Linked DNA regions of Mus musculus: regions 1, 2, 3 and 4 are each linked to region 5. A link is a contact called in public Hi-C, HiChIP or PLAC-seq, Micro-C and promoter capture Hi-C data. All regions are on one chromosome and are shown on one strand. Each heading gives the region's core, a stretch centred on a gene start, on an enhancer-like site or on the middle of the called end of the contact. The rest is flanking DNA. Distances are from core to core; before and after follow the strand shown. Region 1 holds the start of Simc1 (SUMO-interacting motifs containing 1). Region 2 has its middle 28 kb from the start of Gm34640. Region 3 holds the start of 4833439L19Rik (RIKEN cDNA 4833439L19 gene). Region 4 holds the start of Cltb (clathrin, light polypeptide (Lcb)). Region 5 holds the start of Cplx2 (complexin 2).

Region 1 (3,243 bases), core at 381-2,880, 130 kb after region 5:
GAGACAGGGGTATAGCTTAGCCTGTATGGAGTCCTAGATTAGATTCCGTGTGTGTGTGTGTGTGTGTGTGTGTGTGTGTGTGTTGTGTGTGTGTGTGTTGAGATGGATGCTTGATAGCACTACAGGAAACTTACTTTACTGTATCCCTTTATAACAATTCACCCACTGGACCAAAACATCTGAAACCTGTGGTCAAGCTATTTGCCCAACAGGCCAGTGATCTCTCTCCTTCCCTTCCCTCCCCTTTCCCTCTCCCCTCCTCCTTTTCCTCCTCCTTCCTCTCCCTTTCTCTCACCCTGGCTGACCTTGGCCTTTCAAGAGCTAGGATTCAAGGCAAGCACCGTGATGCCTGACTCAGAGCAGTGAACCTTCAAGTGTGTTCACCAGACTCTAAGCAATGTCAATATCACCTAGAAACCTGAGAGAAATACCAATTTGGGGCTCACTCCCAAAACTCAGTTTCTCAGTCAGAAACACTGGTGTGTAGTCCTGCAAACTTTATTATACACTCTCTGGCTGATTCAGAAGTTCACTAAAGATTAGAAAACACTGCATCACACGCTGCTTAGACAGCACACAACAGCTTTGCCTCTAGGAACTCCCCCCTTTTTGTTAAAGACATTTTATTATTCTATTTTTTGAAGTTACTTGAGCATAAGCAGCAGGGTTTTGTCAGTATTGCACATTTTTAAAATAGCCATGGGCCCTATTTTGATTTAATGTCCCTACCCTTCAACAAAACAACCAAAGAATTCACTACTTACCCATATTTCCCTCTGATGGGGATACAATTTTATCCCTATATTTTCTGCTTGCTCACAGCATTGGAGTATACGGGCACTCTGGGACCTCATAGCTCTCTGTATGTGCCTTTTCAGTGGTTTCTGTCAACTAGAAACTCAACAAACTCTTACATCTGACAGTTTAAATTCCTGCGACACGTATTGTTGGTGAAACCGCAAATCGGCACAACTTAAGACAATTTGGTACCATTTGTCAAAATAACAATAAAAACATAGATTTGATCCAATAAACCTGCTTCTGGGAATTTATCCCACGGATTTACCTGCACACACAAGAGTGGGTATCTCTCCCTTATCTCAGCCAGAAGCCCCAGTCAATAAAACCCTAGGTTCAGGTTACCCTTTTCAGCCCCTCAGGGCTTCTTTAACCCGAAGGCGTCACTGCTCCTTCTGCCAGGTGCAGGCTCCACTACCGGGTCAATTAAATGCGCTATCAGAGGCTCCATCAGCTCACTCCAGTCCTCACACCTGCAGCCAGGGGCTCGTCACCAGCACTGCCCACTGTGATCGGTTGAGAGCGGCGGCGGACAACCTCTCAACCTCAGCGTTTTTCAAGCCCGCCGACCATGCGGCCCAGCCCCTCGGTTCTATCCCTCCCTTTCCCTCTCTTCCCTCTCTCTCCTTCTCTGAGGGAAAGGGAGCCTGGCTCCTCCAGGGTTCTGTGACACTGCCCTGACCCGGGCGCGCGGCTGCCCCCGAGATAGGCGGGGCTCCGAGCGGGACCGGTCCTCTGGAGGCGGGGCGCGGTGGGGGCGGGGCAATGGAGGGGGCGGGGCCGGCGGGGTACTAACCCCGGTGTCTGCGACGCCTTCGCTGCAGTCGCTTCAGCAGCTGGAACCGGAGTCGGAGTCGCCGGGGCCGCTCGCCGCTCGCGCGTGGCTCCGCCGGGCCCGTAGCCATGGAGGACTTTATCGTGATCTCCGACGACAGTGGCTCCGAGAGCTCGGCCGGGACCCGCTCGGGCAGGGCGCGGAGGCTGCGCCGGGCCCTGTCTCGGACCCCCGGCGCGCTGCCCCGCCGAACCGTGGTGAGTGAATCCACTGCCGCTCGCCACGCCCGACGGGAGCCGAGCGTCGCCCCCTCGGGGCCTCAGCGTTGCGACCCTGGCTCCCCGCCGCCGTGTCTTCCCGCCTTTGGCGGCCTCGGGCCTCGAGGAGCTCGGTGGCGCCGCTGGCAAGGCAGGCCTCGGGCTGGCCAGCGCTGAGCCCTACAGGGTTGTGCTGCGGAGCCGGCCGAGCACATGGGCGACACACTGAGCACCAGTGCGAGCTGCCAAGCGGTGGCCGGCGGTGGCCTCCGGCCCGAGCTGGCTCCAGAGCTTTGGCAGCGGGAGGAGTGGGGGGTCCTGGCCAGGCCGCAGCCGCCACCCGGACCTCGAGGCGGGCGCGCGGGAGCGCGTAATTGTTTGGCTTATGATGGGCACAGATGTGTGCAAGGAGGTAACAGGAGCCCCGGCTGCGAGCGAGGGAAGCGCCGCCCTTGGCATGGTGGCGGCTGCGCTGCAGGGCCTAGTTCTTGAGCTAGGGCCCCGATTTTTGAGTTGTGGAGAAGGACAGTTAATTTTGCTTTGCAGATGCGAATCACATACAAAGCCAGGGGGCGGGGCACTCCCACCTTTGTTTTTCCTTCGGTTCTTTATCTTTGTCCCTGCTCCTGAAGTGATGGAATAAAAATATCTGTGGTCTCTGGCTTTCTAGAACTCTCCACAGAAATTTAGTGACCTGACCCCTACCATGATCTACATGCTGTGGCTTCAAAAATCAAGGGATCCTTCTCTGTTCTTCCTAATATGTGTCCTAAATCAATGTCAGCTACTCTATAAGCGTGTAAATCACATTTTGAGTGCTCATTCATTCTAAGTTGCCTTTGGGAAGTCTTCCTACACCCAAAGGTAGGTGTCTTAGGATTACTGTTGCTGTGATGAAACACCATGACCCAAAGCAACTTGGAGAGAAATTGGTTTAGTTTACACTTCGCTGTTCATACTAAAGAAGTCAGGACAAGAATTCAAGCAGGGCAGGAATTTGGAAGTAGAGGTTGTGCAGAGGCCGTATGGTGAAGCGATGCTTTCTTTACCGGCTTGCCACCTCTGGCTTGCTTAACCTGCTTTCTCACAGAAACCAGGACCACTAGCCCGGGGTGGCTCCACCCACAATAGGCTGGGTCTTCCCACTGCAATCACTAGTTGAGGAAATGCCCTACAGACTTGTTTACAGCTGGATCTTAGGCTATACATTTTCGATTGAGGTCCCTTTCCCTCAGATCACTGTAGCTTGTTACAAGTTGATGTAAAACTAGCTGGGACAATATGTGTTCTCTCTCTTTAAGAGAGGAACATAATTTTTGCATTTTTGTATTATCTAGCTTGTAAATATACCTTTATAGCTAGTTTATCTTTCTTCTTTTTTTCAAGACAGGGTTTCTCTGTGTAGCTCCGGCT
Region 2 (3,455 bases), core at 268-2,767, 220 kb before region 5:
CAAAGCCCAACCCCACAGTGACACACTTCCTCCAATAAGGCCATACCTCCTAACAGTGCCAGCCCCTATGGCCAAGCAAGCACTCAAACCATACCTATTCAAACCACCACAACATCTCACAGGGACACAAGCACAGGACACAAATAGCATCTGCTAGAAACAAGGCACCAGAGCATCTGGCTCAGTTGACAGGTGAGACCCCTGCAGGCCAGACTGGGTGTCTGCTTCATATGCAGGTGTCATGGGAGGGGAATAATTGTGCATGAAGGTGCTGGAGGCAAGATGTGGCCTCTGGTCCACATCCTTTATGAATCTCCCTCTACTCCAGGCTCCTCAGTCACCTCTGACTACAGATCTTTCCACCTCCATTTTCTCAATGGGGTTGATAAATGGCACCAATTTGGGAAATCGGTTTTGGAAAATCGGTTAAGACTCCCGTCTATTGATAATACTGGCATAGATAAAATCAGACCAAGATTGATTCACATCCACTGGCAGGTTGCAGCACAGCAATCTGCCCTCCTTATGTACCGGTCCCTAAGATAAACATAGCTAATCAAACTCAGCATCCTTCCCTACTGATGCACAGGAATCTGCCCTCCTTCCGCATGGGTCCCCACAACAGACATAACTAATCAAACTCAGCATTCTTCCCTACTGACTTCTTAACAAGCTCTCCAGGCAGCCAATTAAAATGCACACGGCCGCTTAGGAAGAAGCTAATGCACCTAATGGTGCTGACTGCTATGAGGATCAGGCAGTAATAAGGGGAGAAGAGCAGTTTCCCAGTCCAAGAGCAAGAAGACAAAAGCCCAAAGCAGCTGAGCACCGAAGTACGAGGACCACTCCTACTCCGGATATCAGGAAGGCTTCCATTTGGTGGTGGAGTGGTTTGCAGCAACTCTTTGAGCAACAAAGAACCAACTCAACTTAGCTTCTGTACTCATTTCTATTTTTCCTTGTTCTTTCCTCTATCCAACCTGCTGCCCCGCACTGGTTTCCTTCATTAATGAAGCTTCCCTGTGTCAGGGCAAGCTGGCCACCCACTTGCACCCCACAGCTTAGCAAGGAAATCACTTCATAGTGAGCCTCTAACTCAGAGGCTCCAGTCCGGTGAGACATGACCTCTGCATGGATTCACACATCCTGCATATCAGACATTTACATTACAACTGGTAACAGTAGCAAAATTACAGTTATGAAGTAGCAACAAAATACTTTTATAGTGGTGGTGGTAGGGGGTCACCACAACCGGAGGAGCTGTATTAAAGGGTCACAGCATTGGGAAGGTTGAGAACCACTGCTCTAGCCGCATACCTGGGCCTGGGGTTGCCCAGGCCTCTTCTGAGGACTCCTGCTGCCCACCCTAGTGCTAGCAGTGCACAGTGAACGTGGTAGGGTTGCCCTCTGAAAAACAGGAAACAATGGCTGAAGCGGGAGGAGCTCAAGTGAGGACAGGCAGTTCTCAGATAAAGGTGACACCCCTGAACTCCGCCTCTGACTTCCAGCAGGAGTCGAGCAAAGCAGCCAGGGGGAGGAGCAGGGTCCGTGGCCTGCTGAGAGCAGCACGCTGCCTCCTCACTTCCCTTGGGAAAAGCTCAAGTTTTGCGAAGCAGTGCTGGGTGATGGGATCCTCCTCCTGAGAGACCAGCTCATCTCTGGAGGGAGTAGGTGACTCCATCTGCTCCCCACCCCTGTCTCGATGTATGTGAGTGTGTGTGTGTGTGTGTGTGTGTGTGTGTGTGTGTGTGTGTAGACAAGAGACTGAGAGAGAGAGACTGACTGAGACATCTATCCTAGTCCCTATGCCACTTGCCCATCTGCATTGCTGTCTTGCCTGGGCCCTGAGCCTTAGCTCGAGCAAGCAGTGATCTTCTTACATAGCCTTTCTGTTCTTGATTCTGGAAATGATGCGTTAAGTCTGTGCCTTGACATCTCCAAAATAAAGGACTGTAACTGGGATTGTAGGCCTCATAAACCCTTGCCTTCCCTACATGGCTTTTCACTGGGGTACTTTAGCAACAGAAATGAAACTGGAACACCTAGATATACACGAGTGCCTTGCAGACTTGTAAAAATATCTAACAATAGCGCTAACAGCTAAGAATCTTAAATAAAGACATTCTCCGTAAATGGCAAACGATGCTTTCATGGGTCATAAGATTGTTAAGTAAAAATGCCATTAGCAAGCAGAGGTTATAGCCATATGAGTTGTGGCTAGAGAGACTCCCAAAGCCTCATAAAGAATAAAGGATACTGCCACTGGTGTTAGTTAGGACTACACAGTAAGACCCTGTGGTTTGTCTGAATGAAAATAGCCCCCAGAGACTCATAAGGAGTAGCTTAATTGTAAGTGTGGCTTTGTTGGAGTAGGCGTGGCCTTGTTGAAGGAAGTGCGTCACTGGGAGGTGGGCTCAGTCCAGGCCTAGTGGCTCACTGTGTCCTCCTGCTGCCTATAGATCCAGATGTAGAACTCTCTGCTACCTCTCCAGCACCATGTCTGCCTGCTTGCTGCCATGCTTCCCACCATGACAATAACAGACTAAAGCTTTGAACTGTAAAAAAGCCCCAGTTAACTGTTGTCCTTGATAAGAGTTTCTATGGTCATAGTGTCTCTTCACAACAATTGAAATCCTAACTAAGACAGACCCCATCGCTGAAGACCCCACATGCTTTGGATAGAAGACATGGAGAAATCAGGTTGGGACCAAGCTGGAAGCTGCCTCTTTATTGGCTGGCCTTTATAGCACTAGAGGATGCTAGTTCTGGTCAGCTATGGACTCTTCACTAAGAAATATAAACATACCAGGCAAAATGGGCCTTCTTTTCCAATATTGACATGACTGTCATGGGTGTAACCAACTGCTTCCCAATTGTATGCAAGTTTTGTTCCACAGTGGGCAACTCACAATTAGTACCTTAGCCAAGATTAAATCTTGTGACTGGTGGAGTCATAGGCTCCACCGATGAAGCCACTGCTTTTGTGTAGTTATGTTTTGTTATGGTTTTTCTATGTCAGGGAGTGGCACTATTAGAAGGTGTGGCCTTGTTGGAGTAGGTGTGGCCTTGTTGGAGTAGGTGTGTCACTGTGGGCTTGGGCTTTAAGAACCTCATCCTAGCTGCCTCAAAGCCAGTATTTTGCTAGCAGCAGCCTTCAGATGAAGATGGAGAACTCTCAGCTCCTCCTGCACCATGCCTGCCTGGATGCTGCCATGTTCCTGCCTTGATGATAATGGACTGAACCTCTGAACCTATAAGCCAGCCCCAATTAAATGTTGTCCTTAAAAGAGTTGCCTTGGTCATGATGTCTGATCACAGCAGTAAAACCCTAAGACACTGGTGTTTTGCCAAACTGCCTTCTGGATATTTGTGCTTACACCCAGAGGACGCTGTTACTGTCCGTCTCGATGACGGTATGCCAGAGAGACTCATAACCACTGTAAGGGTCCTGAAAG
Region 3 (3,179 bases), core at 260-2,759, 190 kb after region 5:
AAGACAGCACTTGGGAGGTAGAGGTGGTAAGATCTCTGTGAATTCAAGGACAGCCTGGTCTAAATACAGAGTTTCAGGACAGCCAGAACCACACGGAGAAACCCTGTCTCTGGAAAAACAAACAAAAAGTGTTTACTCTTCACAAAAGACACTTATGGCAAGAGGCTGTAAGCCAAGGTCAGGGTGTATACCACGGCTGAGAAGGTGATGACCTAATACTAAAGAAGATCAGTACTAAGGATTCTGAGAAAATAAGCTCTCTGGGGGATGTGGGTGGGGGTACAGACTTAACCAATAAGAACTTAAGTTTACCAGGCACTTCTGGTTGTCTTGAAGCCATTGAAAGACAGGGATCCAGGTGTTTTTTTCTATACGTAATTCGGAGCTGAGTCCCTTCCACCTAATAAAAATAACATAGGGCATTTTCTTATGTTGCACAGCAGAGGGTCATTCCAGTGCTCTGACAGACACGCAGAGACTTATGGCTGGTAAGTAAGGTTGACACATACACACGCTAGAACCAATGAGTGACAAACACACCCCCGGAAGGATAAAGTCCACTAGTTTGCCAGTATCCTATGGCTGGCTCCTCTGAACACCCGAGAGGAGAAAGCCAAACCTCAGTTTAGACAGACACCTTACCACAGTGAAATGACGCCGGACTATGCAGACAGACAGATGTTAATGAGGAGCATTGCCCAGCTTCTGCAAATTAGCGAAGCTTCTGAGGAAGGGTCCATCCAGAGGCTCTAAGTAACAATAAACAAGCAAGGTTGGTACAGCGCCCCTAAGTCCACCGAACATCCGACCACTCCCCAGCCGGATTACATAGCAGCCTTTCCCCTTGGCAGAAATGAGCTATGCCAGCATAGAAGACCAACTCGGCATCACTAAAAGTCATCGCATTCTCACACAACCCTTGTCTTGAAAACAAACCCGCGGCGCTGCACAGCAGGCATTATTGGTCCAGATTTTTGTTCAAGTTCACTGCGGTCCTAGGGACATCCGCAAGCCAGACACACGCCCTTTCCCTCTCCCTTAGCGACCCCAAGCCCACGACTCTCTCGCAGGAGGTGCAAAACAAAGCCTCTGAGATGTGTAAAGCCAATCCCGACCTTCCCACGGTCCCACCCCTCAAGGCGAAGCCGGCTGGTTCGCAGCGAGCAGATGCTCCGAGGCTCACTGTGCGGGTCTTTCTGGTGTCCCTCGAGCCCCGCTAGGGTGGAACAGAGCCCCCCTCCAGGCCCCCCAGGCCGCGGCGCCCCGGAACTCAGGCTGCCCCCAGCTCCGCCAGGCCGCGGTCGGTTACCTGCTCGCCCGCCGCCTGCGGCCCGACTTCCCGCACTAAAGAGGCTCCGAGGCTCCAGATGGCCCAAGAGGCTGCTGGGCTGAACAGAGCAGAGCCATCGTGAGAGCGCGACGAACGCTCCCCTACGGAGGACAGTCGCCGGCCGGCAACCGAACCCCCAAACCACCCCGAGACTGTCGCAGGTCGCGCGAGACCTGACTCGAAGATCCGCGGGGCATGCTGGGAGTTGTAGTCCGAGATCTGAGCGTGCCTCCGTACCCACCACCACCGGAACACCTCCCTGTAGGTTGAACTCTAAAAGGGAATTCCACGGGGTTCCCAGAAAGGAGGTCACCTGTTTCCAGCACTTCCTCTGCGCTTTTTACTTGATTACAGAATTGTGGCACTTGGAGGCTGAGGCAGGAGCATTGCCTGAATCAAGGAGTGTGGTGGGGGCTGAGGATGAGAAGGGGGGAAAGAATGAAGATTGATGGCTGGAGATGGTTCAGTTAAAACAGTAATTACTGCACTTGCAGATGACCTGGGTTTGTTCCCAGCACCCAGGTTTGGTATCTCACAACCTCTTGTAGTACAGCTCCCAGGGTCTGCTGCCCTCTTCTGGCTCCCAAGGACACCGCAGTCGGTCTCCCATTCCCACATACTTGAATTTAAAGGGGGGAGACCCATCCCCCACTTTGCCAGACTCTCATTGCTTTATCAGGAAAGCAAGCTCAGGCAGCCTGTTAGCAGGTGGTGGCTTCTTGCAGGAAGCTGCAGATGTGGCACACAATAGACTTTACCTAGATTGGAAGACTCCACCCTAGGTGGGCTAGCCAACTGTGGCAGAAACAAAGTCTGATTCTGCCTGCTCAAGGCTGGGGGGAAGGGCACAGTTCAATGAACCATGAAGCCAGGTAGGCGCCTTCGTGGGTCGTGACCCACAGGTTAAGAACCACTACCATACCTCCCACACACAGAGAGGATCTGATAGTTAATCTTTCTCCCTTTAATTAGCAGTGGAGTCAGGCGGGCTCCACACTAGTACAGGACTAAATACAGGAGCATCCGCCTCCCCGGAAATGGATAATAACTATGAGAAAAGTGGACCTGGAGAGGTAGCCACTCAGAGGTCTCAAAAACACTTCCCTGCTCTGCTCCATGAGAGAAAGCTGAAAACACCCACACTCAACTCTGCTCCAAGTCCAAGGTTCACTGTCCGCTCAGGAAGAATCGGAGGGTGTTAAAAGATGGGAATACATTTGACTTTGCTTGCATTCTGTTAGGACCAAGACTGGGCCAGGAATTCATGTCTTCTGTAAGCTGTATACTTCATTTGTGAATAACACACTTGATTTGCAGTGTGACACTTGAAAAAGTATTCCCAGTGTTTTTACTTTACTGCTCCTGGGAGGAAAGGGTGCAGATCAATTCTCACATAAAAGGTTAAACATGGGGACGGAAGTGAAGGCTCCTCAATGGAGAACACTGGCTGCCGTTCCAAAGGACCCAGATTCAATTTCCAGCACCCATAGGACAGCTCACAGCTGCTTATCACTCTTCATCCAAGGGGTCCAATGCCCTTTTACAGCCTCAGCATGTGAATGACAGACAGGCACACATCTATGCAAGCAAAACAAACACAGGGCTGGAGAGATGGCTCAGTGGTTAAAAGGACTGACTACTGTTCCTAGAGGTCCTGAGTTCAATTCCCAGCAACCACATGGTGGCTCACAACCATCTGTAATGGGATCTGATGCCCTCTTCTGTTGTGTCTGAAGACAGTGACAGTGTATTCACATACATGAAATAAATAAATTCTTTAAAAAAAAAAAAGACAAACAAACACACACACATTTAAAAAACAAATCTTTTATAAGGTTAAAATGTCTTT
Region 4 (3,508 bases), core at 131-2,630, 240 kb after region 5:
TGTATGTTACAAAAGGCTTATTACACTTATGTCAGAGTTTCTTCAAACGCTGGGCCATAGATACAGTTTCTTCCTTCTGTGTTCCCAGTGGGGACGGCAACACAGCAAGTGTGGAAGGAAAGAAAGATGAATGTATACATACAATATTTATTTCCAACAGGACCATTAAACCTCTTTAACATGACACCAAAAAATAACAAGGTCTACTAGGAGGGTCACCATGAAGGTCCATATTTGTACTAAATATTTAAATATATTTATAAGAAATTGTTCCTTGGGGCAGAAGTATCAATGATAAACATAACAATGCAGGAAAAAGGTCCTGAACCCTTATGTCTGAAGCCACACGCAGAGGTCCGGGCCACCTTTGTAAATCCACTAAACAAACAGTTACAAACAGGAAGGGCACAGCTCTTGGCCATTTGTGCCCCTGCCTAGACTTACAGTCGGGCCCATGAAGGACTGTGAGGTCTGGACAGGAAGAATTCAGCATCCGAAAGAAGGGGTTGAATTCTTTATTGCTACTTCCTAGTTGTTTTAATAGTGTACCCTTTGAAGCCAGTTCTAAAATGGGTTCAGTAACGTGTATGAAATTATTATATGTAATTAACATTGTCTCCCGCACTGCTGCAGGACTGCAGGTGATCCCCAAAGGATGAGCTGCGAGTTCTCTGAGCGCCCCCTGCTTCCCTGCAGAAAGGAACGCTAACGCTAACGTCAGGAGGACGTGTCCGTCCCACACCTGTATCACTTAGCTAGGACACTGGGACAGTCTCAGAACTGAGCAGGGGGAGGGTTCCAGAGCCAGGGTGGAGAAGCTGGCCTGGGGATGAAATGTCATGACTAAATTCCTGTCCCCAGAGTCAGCAGATCCAGTCTCAGCGCAGATTCCAACTCATCTCCCGGCTCCTTCCTCTTTTCCCAGGCCTCACGGATACACACAGCCCCCCGAGGTACCCTTGGTCACCCTGGATAGCCGGACTCAGAGTACAGCAGGGACCCAGGCCGGGTCTGACCGAGACTGGGCCTCCCGCCCCCGGTGGTGGCCTCAGCCTCCCCGGTTCCAGGCCGCTGCGCTGACTCACCCCCGCTCGCGAGTCCCGGCTGCGCAGAGGCCACCTGGCTGGCGGCAGGTGCCCCGAAACCCGGGTCATTCTCGATGCCAGCAATCTCGCTTTCCTGCTGGGCCAGGAAGGCGGCCGCTGGGTCCTCCTCGGCGGCCTCCGGGGCCCCGCTCTCCGACGATGAGAAGAAGCCGAAGTCCTCAGCCATCTTCCCCGCGTGGCTGCTGTCACCTCCCGCCCGCGCCCGCGGCCCGCACTTCCCGTCACCCGCCCGGCTTGCCTGTCACTGCGGCTGCAGCGGCGGCGGGAGGAGTCGCGGCGGGAATGCGGTGACGTCAGCGGCCGAGGGCGGGGCCCGCGGGGCTGGGTGGTCGCCCCGCCCTCGGTTCGAGCCCCCGAAGCCCACCTTCGGCTCCAGAGCGTGCCAGCAGCACTGGGCTGGCACCGGGTGCATTGAACCGAAAAGTTTCTCCCAGAGCTGATTTTGTGAGCTGCGTGATACAAGAGTACTCTTCCTGCGTAGGAGGAGGGAGCTGAGGCTGGGAAAGGCTTGAGTGCCAGGCGCGCACAGCAGAGCCTTGTTCTCTCAGGACTGAGTAAAGCATCCCGCCGCCCTATCTGTGTGATGAGCCCCTGAAATCAGGGACTGTTCCTCTTTCTCCCTGTCTGGTGACATTGATGTTCCTTAAGGCAACTAACTGGCTGATTGTTTTGTCTTTCAATTTGAGCTCTTTCTCTAGTTCTTAGAGCAGAGGGTCAGTTTGTCCCATTATTGGTTAGGTTCCCGTTGATTACTCAGTACAGTACAGGTGGAGCCTGCTTTTTTCTTTGGTAATTAATATACGTATTGTGACAGCAGATTGTATGCCAAACTCGCATTGCACATTGCAATTACTTTCGCGGTTTTTGTTGTTGTTGTTTTGTTTTTTAGTAGCCTGTTTGACCTCAAATTCTTGTATAGCTGAGGCTGGCTTCAAAGTAGTGATTTTTTTTTTTTTTTTTTTTTTTTTTTGTATTTCGAGACTGTTTTTCTGTATAGCCCTGGCTGTCCTGGAACTCACTCTGAAGACGAGGCTGGCCTCGAACTCTGAAATCTAACAGCCTCTGCCTCCCAAGTGCTGGGATTAAAGGCATGCGCCACCACTACCCGGAGACCTTTTTCAAAAATACAGTATCTTTTTTGGTTGTGTTTTTGTTTTTCAAGACAGGGTTTCTCCATGTATCCCTGGCTGATCCTGGAGCTCACTCTGTAGATAAGGCCGGCCTCAAATTCATAAAGATCCACATGTCTCTGCCTCTAGGATGCTGGGATTAAAGGCGAGCACCACCACTGCCAGGTGAGTACCTCTCTTTTAGTCTTTGTCAATTTATATATATATATATATGTATATATGTGTGTGTGTGTGTGTGTGTGTGTGTGTGTGTATATGTGTATATATATATATATATATATATACATATACATATATATATATTATGTATACAGTGTTCTGCCTGCATATATGCCTGTAGGACAGAAGAAGGCACCAAGATCACATCACAGATGGTTGTGAGCCACCATGTGGTTGCTGGGAATTGAACTCAGAACCTCTGGAAGAGCAGTCAGTGCTCTTAACCACTGAGCCATCTCTACAGCCCTCTTTGTCATTTTATACAAACAAGTAATGCATTTTGAGCATATGCTCCCCCCTCACATATCTCACGCCTCCCAGGTATCCCCTCCCTAACAGTTCCCCTCCCCCACTTGAAATTTTTTTATTTATTTATATATTTATGTGAGGACACTGTAGCTGTGCAAATGGCTGTGAGCCTTCATGTGGTTTTTCAGAATTGAATTGGTTTAGGACCTCTGCTCCCTCTCCAGTCAACTCTGTTCACTCAGTTTTTTGGTTTTCCGAGACAGGGTTTCTCTGTGTAGCTCTGACTGTCCTGGAACTCACTCTGTAGACCAGGCTGGCCTCGAAATCAGAAATCTGCCTGCCTCTGCCTCCCAAGTCCTGGGATTAAAGGCATGGGCCACCACTGCCCTGCCCAGCAGATTTATTTATTTATTTTGGTTTTTCGAGACAGGGTTTCTCTGTGTAGCCTTGGCTGTCCTGGCACTCACTTTGTAGACCAGGCTGGCCTCGAACTCAGAAATCCGCCTGCCTCTGCCTCCCGAGTGCTGGGATCAAAGGCATGCGCCACCAAGCCCGGCTGATTTATTTATTATTATACATAGGTACAATGTAGCTGTCTTCAGATGCACCAGAAGAGGGCATCAGATTTCATTACTGGTGGTTGTGAGCCACCATGTGGTTGCTGGGATTTTAACTCCGTACCTTCAGAAGAGCAGTCAATGTTCTTACCTGCTGAGCCATCTCACCAGTGCCCCCGCCCCCCATCCTCTCCAGTTTTTTTGTGTTAGTAACCCACTGAGTTCAATTAACACTGCCTGAAGGAAT
Region 5 (3,571 bases), core at 768-3,267:
AGATTCACAAAAGGCTTGGATTCATATGTGACCGCCACCCAGATGGTCAGTCCTCTTATCAGCTTCAGCCTTGAGCTGGGACACACAGGCAGGGCTGGATAGCACCACCTGAGATCTGGGTCTTCCTCTTAGAGCTACAGCCTGCCTCTCTTTACCCATTGTCCTAAGGCTGTCTCCAGTAATGGCAGGGGCGGGGGGGGGGGACAGGGAGAACCCTGTAGCTCTGGTTTTCCCCTGCATTGGTTATTTTATCCACCTCAGCAAGCATACCCTTAGCATCTACTTTGCCAACTACTAACCTAAGGCAATTTCAATTAGCCAAGATTCATCAGCCCTTCCAGGACTAACACCCTCTCTGTTCTGTTCTGAGGGTAGGAAGCCACCCTCCGGCCCTTCAACCTCACTAGCCCCCGCCCAGCCTCCTCTCAAGAGCTGGATGGACCCGGTGCTTACACAAGCCCAGCTTAAAACGCAGCACCCAGGGCTGAACTCTGTCTTTTTATCTGAAGTGCAACTTGGATTTTGATGCTAGCTTGATCAACGTCCGTGTCAAAGGCAAAGCCCCAGTTGTAGCCAGAGTGCAGCTGGCACAGGCCCCCTTCACAGAGCATGTTTGCTGAAGAACTTGTAGAAAGGAAGAGACAGAGGCAGGCAGGGGAAGGGGTGCGGGGGGGGGGGAAGATTGCAGGTCTTAAAATGTCAGATCTCTTGGCTTCCAACTCCCTTTGGGCATTAGTGGCCAGTCTAAGTGTCTCTAATGAAACAGGAGCGTGTGACACACACACACACACACACACTTTAGGCCACCTAAATAGAGGGGCCCTGCCATCATACAAAGCTCCTGGTCTGCAGGGGAGCAGGGGGTGCACACTGATGTCTTCTGACTTGTAAGGTTTCTCCCACGTTAAGGCATCTACTGTGAACCCCTCCTTTCCCTCCCTGGATTCTGCCCTACCGCAGCTTGCAGCTCTTGCTCCTGGGAGAGAAGCCATCTCATCTCAGAAGCAGAAGTCATCCCCACTCTGACATAGCTCTGATGGATGCATGAACTTCTGCACTGCTTCCAAAGGCCAGGTGCAAGGCCCTCCCCACTGGAGCCATTTTCCTACACCTCTGGCTGGATGAAAAGAAGGGGCGGGGAGCCAATAGGTGGCAGGCAGAAAGGAGAGGCTCATTAGGAGAGAGGGGGAAAGATGAGTATGGGGGGAGGCTGAGCGAGTAGTAGGGGTCCCCCTGTTGTCTACTCCCTTCTCTTCCCTGGGCTTAGGAGGGAAAGCAGCGCCTTCTAGAATAACATAACCAGAGAACTATTCCTTCTTCCGAGGATAACACATCTACAGAAGACCAGGAGTAGCTCACCTAGGGTTCCCGCTGCAATTTTGCAGCAGTCTTTCTGCTTCTGGGTCCAGAGCAGAGAGCCACTCACCCACTAGGAGGGCCTTCCTCATCCCACACACCAGTGGTTCTGGAGTGAGCGCATAGCTGGACACTACAGTCATAAACTGCAGAAACGATGTGACAGTGGACTGTCTAGTCCAGAAGCCGCTCCCAGGCACAAAGAAGGGGTGATTGAAACTGGGGCTCCTTTAGGGAATTGGGCACCCCAACGGGAGTGTGCCTATCGTAGTGTGCCCAGAGTAACCAAAGAGAACTTTCCTGAAGAGGTGATTACTTGAGTTTCTGCTTTTAAAATCCTTTCTTCCACTCGTGCCCCCAAAGCCCTTCCAAACCTTCGAGCTTGTGGTTCTTGAACACGGAGGAGTTGGGAATGAAGCCTAGCTGCAGGCAGATCGGTACAGCTTAACGCGGAGAGAATAAAAGAGTAGAAAGGAGATAAGGAAGAGAGGGGAAAATGAGGGGGAGGAGACAGTGAGAGGGAAAGGAGAATGAAGAGAGGGGGAACAGGAAAGAGAGGGGAGAAAAGGGAGGGAGTGCAGGAGGGAGGAAAAGGGAGGGAGAGAGAGAGGGAGGGAAGAGAGAGAGAGAGAGAGAGAGAGAGAGAGAGAGAGAGAGAGAGGTTTTGAATTTCCCTTCTGGAAGAGAAGCTGTACGGCGTCAGGGCCTGGCTGAGGGGCGTGATTGGAGGGCGCCTTAGGCATCCGCCCGCCCGCGGCAGCAGCCTCGGCCCCAGCTTGCCTGGCGGAGTTACACCAGGCAGCGGCGCGAGCTGGCTGAGCACACGGCACCGCCTGCTGGAGTCAGCCGGAGCCCTGCAGTGGCTTAGACGGTTGCTGGGACCACCAGGTCGGTGCTGGCCGTGGGCCGGGGAGGCGGAGCCGGGCTGGGGGCAGTGGGGGAACGCTCTGGCTCCGGAACAGCGGGGAAGCCGGGCAGTGTAGCTTTGAGGGGCTCCCCAAGACCGCGGGGCGCTGCGCTGGGACTGCGGCCCCTACCCGCTCGCTGTGGTGCTGAAGGGACAGCTCCCCGCGGAGGCCAGGGGGACCGCTGGAGCTGCAGACTCGGGGCAGGAAGATGTGGGCAGATGCGCACCCGGAGCAGTGGGGCTTGGGGAGCTCCGACCGCCCCGAGTGCGGAGACTCAAGTGTGAACCTGGAGAACAACTTCGAGCCCGCAAGACTAGGGTGGGGGACGTGGTCCTCGGCTGCTTGGGGTGTGGCTACCCCTGAAGCCCTCCCGGACCCTCTGCTACAGGAGCAGAGAGTCACCCCGAGGGGTAGAGTTCGGTTCCCAAGGGAACCCGAGGGTGGCAGAGGCCAGGTGGAGAGAGGAGAGGCCACGTCGGTGGGGGGCAGGGGGGCTATTTGTCCTCTTCCCGCAGGAGCGCTGTTGGAGTAGCACGAGCCTGTGCAGGGTCACAGGCTGCTCCTCAGTCTCAGACCCTCCTCTCCCTGGCAAAGTTTAAGAGCAGGCGAAGGTTCAGAATTGAGAGGCAAGTGTTGGGGGAAGGGGACACGCACTGACCAACTAAGGGCCCCAGGGCAGAGCTGTTGGTCTCCATGAGGGCCGGGGGAGCGGCGCCTGGAAGCCTGCCCTCTCTTCTGTGGGGGGAAAACCCCCGCACTTTCATGACCCAGACGACTGATCCTTTTACTCTGGCCGGACCTCGCTGCACCCCCCGCCCCCCCCCCCCCACACACACACACCCTCCCCGCCACCTCTGAGACGTCTTGCTGCTAGGGGCGTGGGGTGGGGAAGTAGGGGAGACGTCCTCTGTCTCAGCCACTGCCATTAGCGTGGAGTCCCTTGCAAAAAAACAAAAAACAAAAAAACAACGGAGTGTTGAATTGAGTTGTGATTGTAGCCCGTACTTGAATCAGAGAAAAACAGCCGCAAAGACAAACACTGCAGGTGCTCATGTGTGCTTGTCAGAAGGAGGGGCCCGGTTTCTGGGACTCGAACTGGAACTAGAGCAGGTGCCTTAGCTGCCTTTGGCTGGGACTGACAGCAGGGGTGTGGGAGTGTGGGGTCTGGAGGAAAGATGAGGGGCCTGCCCTGGGTCCCCGGTGACTGGCAGCATGGAAACATTTGCATCAGCCTACCTACACCCCCTCCCCCTTTCCCCCAGTCCAACACCCTACCAGCAGCACCATCCTCCACCCCCACCAGCTTC

Evidence for each region. A called contact is a pair of places that touch in the nucleus more often than the background predicts. HiChIP or PLAC-seq counts read pairs in DNA pulled down with a chosen protein or histone mark. Capture Hi-C pulls out chosen DNA fragments and counts their contacts.
Region 1: a promoter capture Hi-C map of adipose tissue shows a contact between it and region 5. The contact joins the promoter of Simc1 here to the promoter of Cplx2 in region 5. A contact is called at or near these places in 2 of 484 Hi-C or Micro-C datasets (embryonic stem cells and pro-B cells) and 2 of 9 other capture datasets (adipose tissue and pancreatic islet).
Region 2: a contact with region 5 is called in an H3K4me3 HiChIP or PLAC-seq map of embryonic stem cells, with 7 times the contacts expected there. The contact joins the enhancer-like site here to the promoter of Cplx2 in region 5. A contact is called at or near these places in 1 of 39 promoter capture datasets (embryonic stem cells), 2 of 484 Hi-C or Micro-C datasets (cerebral cortex and stem cell-derived primordial germ cell-like cells), 8 of 115 datasets of contacts at active chromatin or transcription factors (the 230-238 cell line, embryonic midbrain, embryonic stem cells and 2 more) and 1 of 9 other capture datasets (embryonic stem cells).
Region 3: a contact with region 5 is called in a Micro-C map of palatal mesenchyme, with 2.2 times the contacts expected there. The contact joins the promoter of 4833439L19Rik here to the promoter of Cplx2 in region 5. A contact is called at or near these places in 1 of 39 promoter capture datasets (pre-B cells), 2 of 484 Hi-C or Micro-C datasets (embryonic stem cells and palatal mesenchyme) and 1 of 9 other capture datasets (pancreatic islet).
Region 4: a Hi-C map of cerebellum shows a contact between it and region 5, with 2.1 times the contacts expected there. The contact joins the promoter of Cltb here to the promoter of Cplx2 in region 5. A contact is called at or near these places in 1 of 39 promoter capture datasets (the C10 cell line), 5 of 484 Hi-C or Micro-C datasets (B cells, cerebellum, cerebral cortex and 1 more) and 1 of 115 datasets of contacts at active chromatin or transcription factors (large pre-B cells).

The regions. Positions count from the first base shown.
Region 1 is chr13:54,502,175-54,505,417 of GRCm38.p6, forward strand. Simc1 (SUMO-interacting motifs containing 1) reads left to right here and starts at 1,631. Exons shown (of 10, transcript NM_176987.4): 1 at 1,631-1,830. The coding sequence starts at 1,702. LOC115486438 (a long non-coding RNA gene) reads right to left here and starts at 2,140. Exons shown (of 3, transcript NR_168901.1): 1 at 1,595-2,140.
Region 2 is chr13:54,152,409-54,155,863 of GRCm38.p6, forward strand. No RefSeq gene overlaps it. Among named protein-coding and RNA genes, the nearest start is that of Gm34640, 28 kb to the right of the region's middle. Within about 2 kb of position 1,518, at least 29 of the 459 cell types and tissues checked have an H3K27ac peak or open chromatin away from gene starts, as enhancers often do. A contact at or near this core is called in embryonic stem cells, pro-B cells and stem cell-derived primordial germ cell-like cells, where this site is marked.
Region 3 is chr13:54,563,873-54,567,051 of GRCm38.p6, forward strand. 4833439L19Rik (RIKEN cDNA 4833439L19 gene) reads right to left here and starts at 1,510. Exons shown (of 9, transcript NM_133797.4): 1 at 1,310-1,510; 2 at 643-749; 3 at 313-400. The coding sequence starts at 340.
Region 4 is chr13:54,609,993-54,613,500 of GRCm38.p6, forward strand. It overlaps Cltb (clathrin, light polypeptide (Lcb)), which reads right to left and starts at 1,381. Exons shown (of 6, transcript NM_001347512.1): 1 at 1,086-1,381. The coding sequence starts at 1,272.
Region 5 is chr13:54,369,332-54,372,902 of GRCm38.p6, forward strand. It overlaps Cplx2 (complexin 2), which reads left to right and starts at 2,018. Exons shown (of 4, transcript NM_009946.3): 1 at 2,018-2,244. All of the region lies in intron 1 of LOC115488208 (a long non-coding RNA gene), which reads right to left.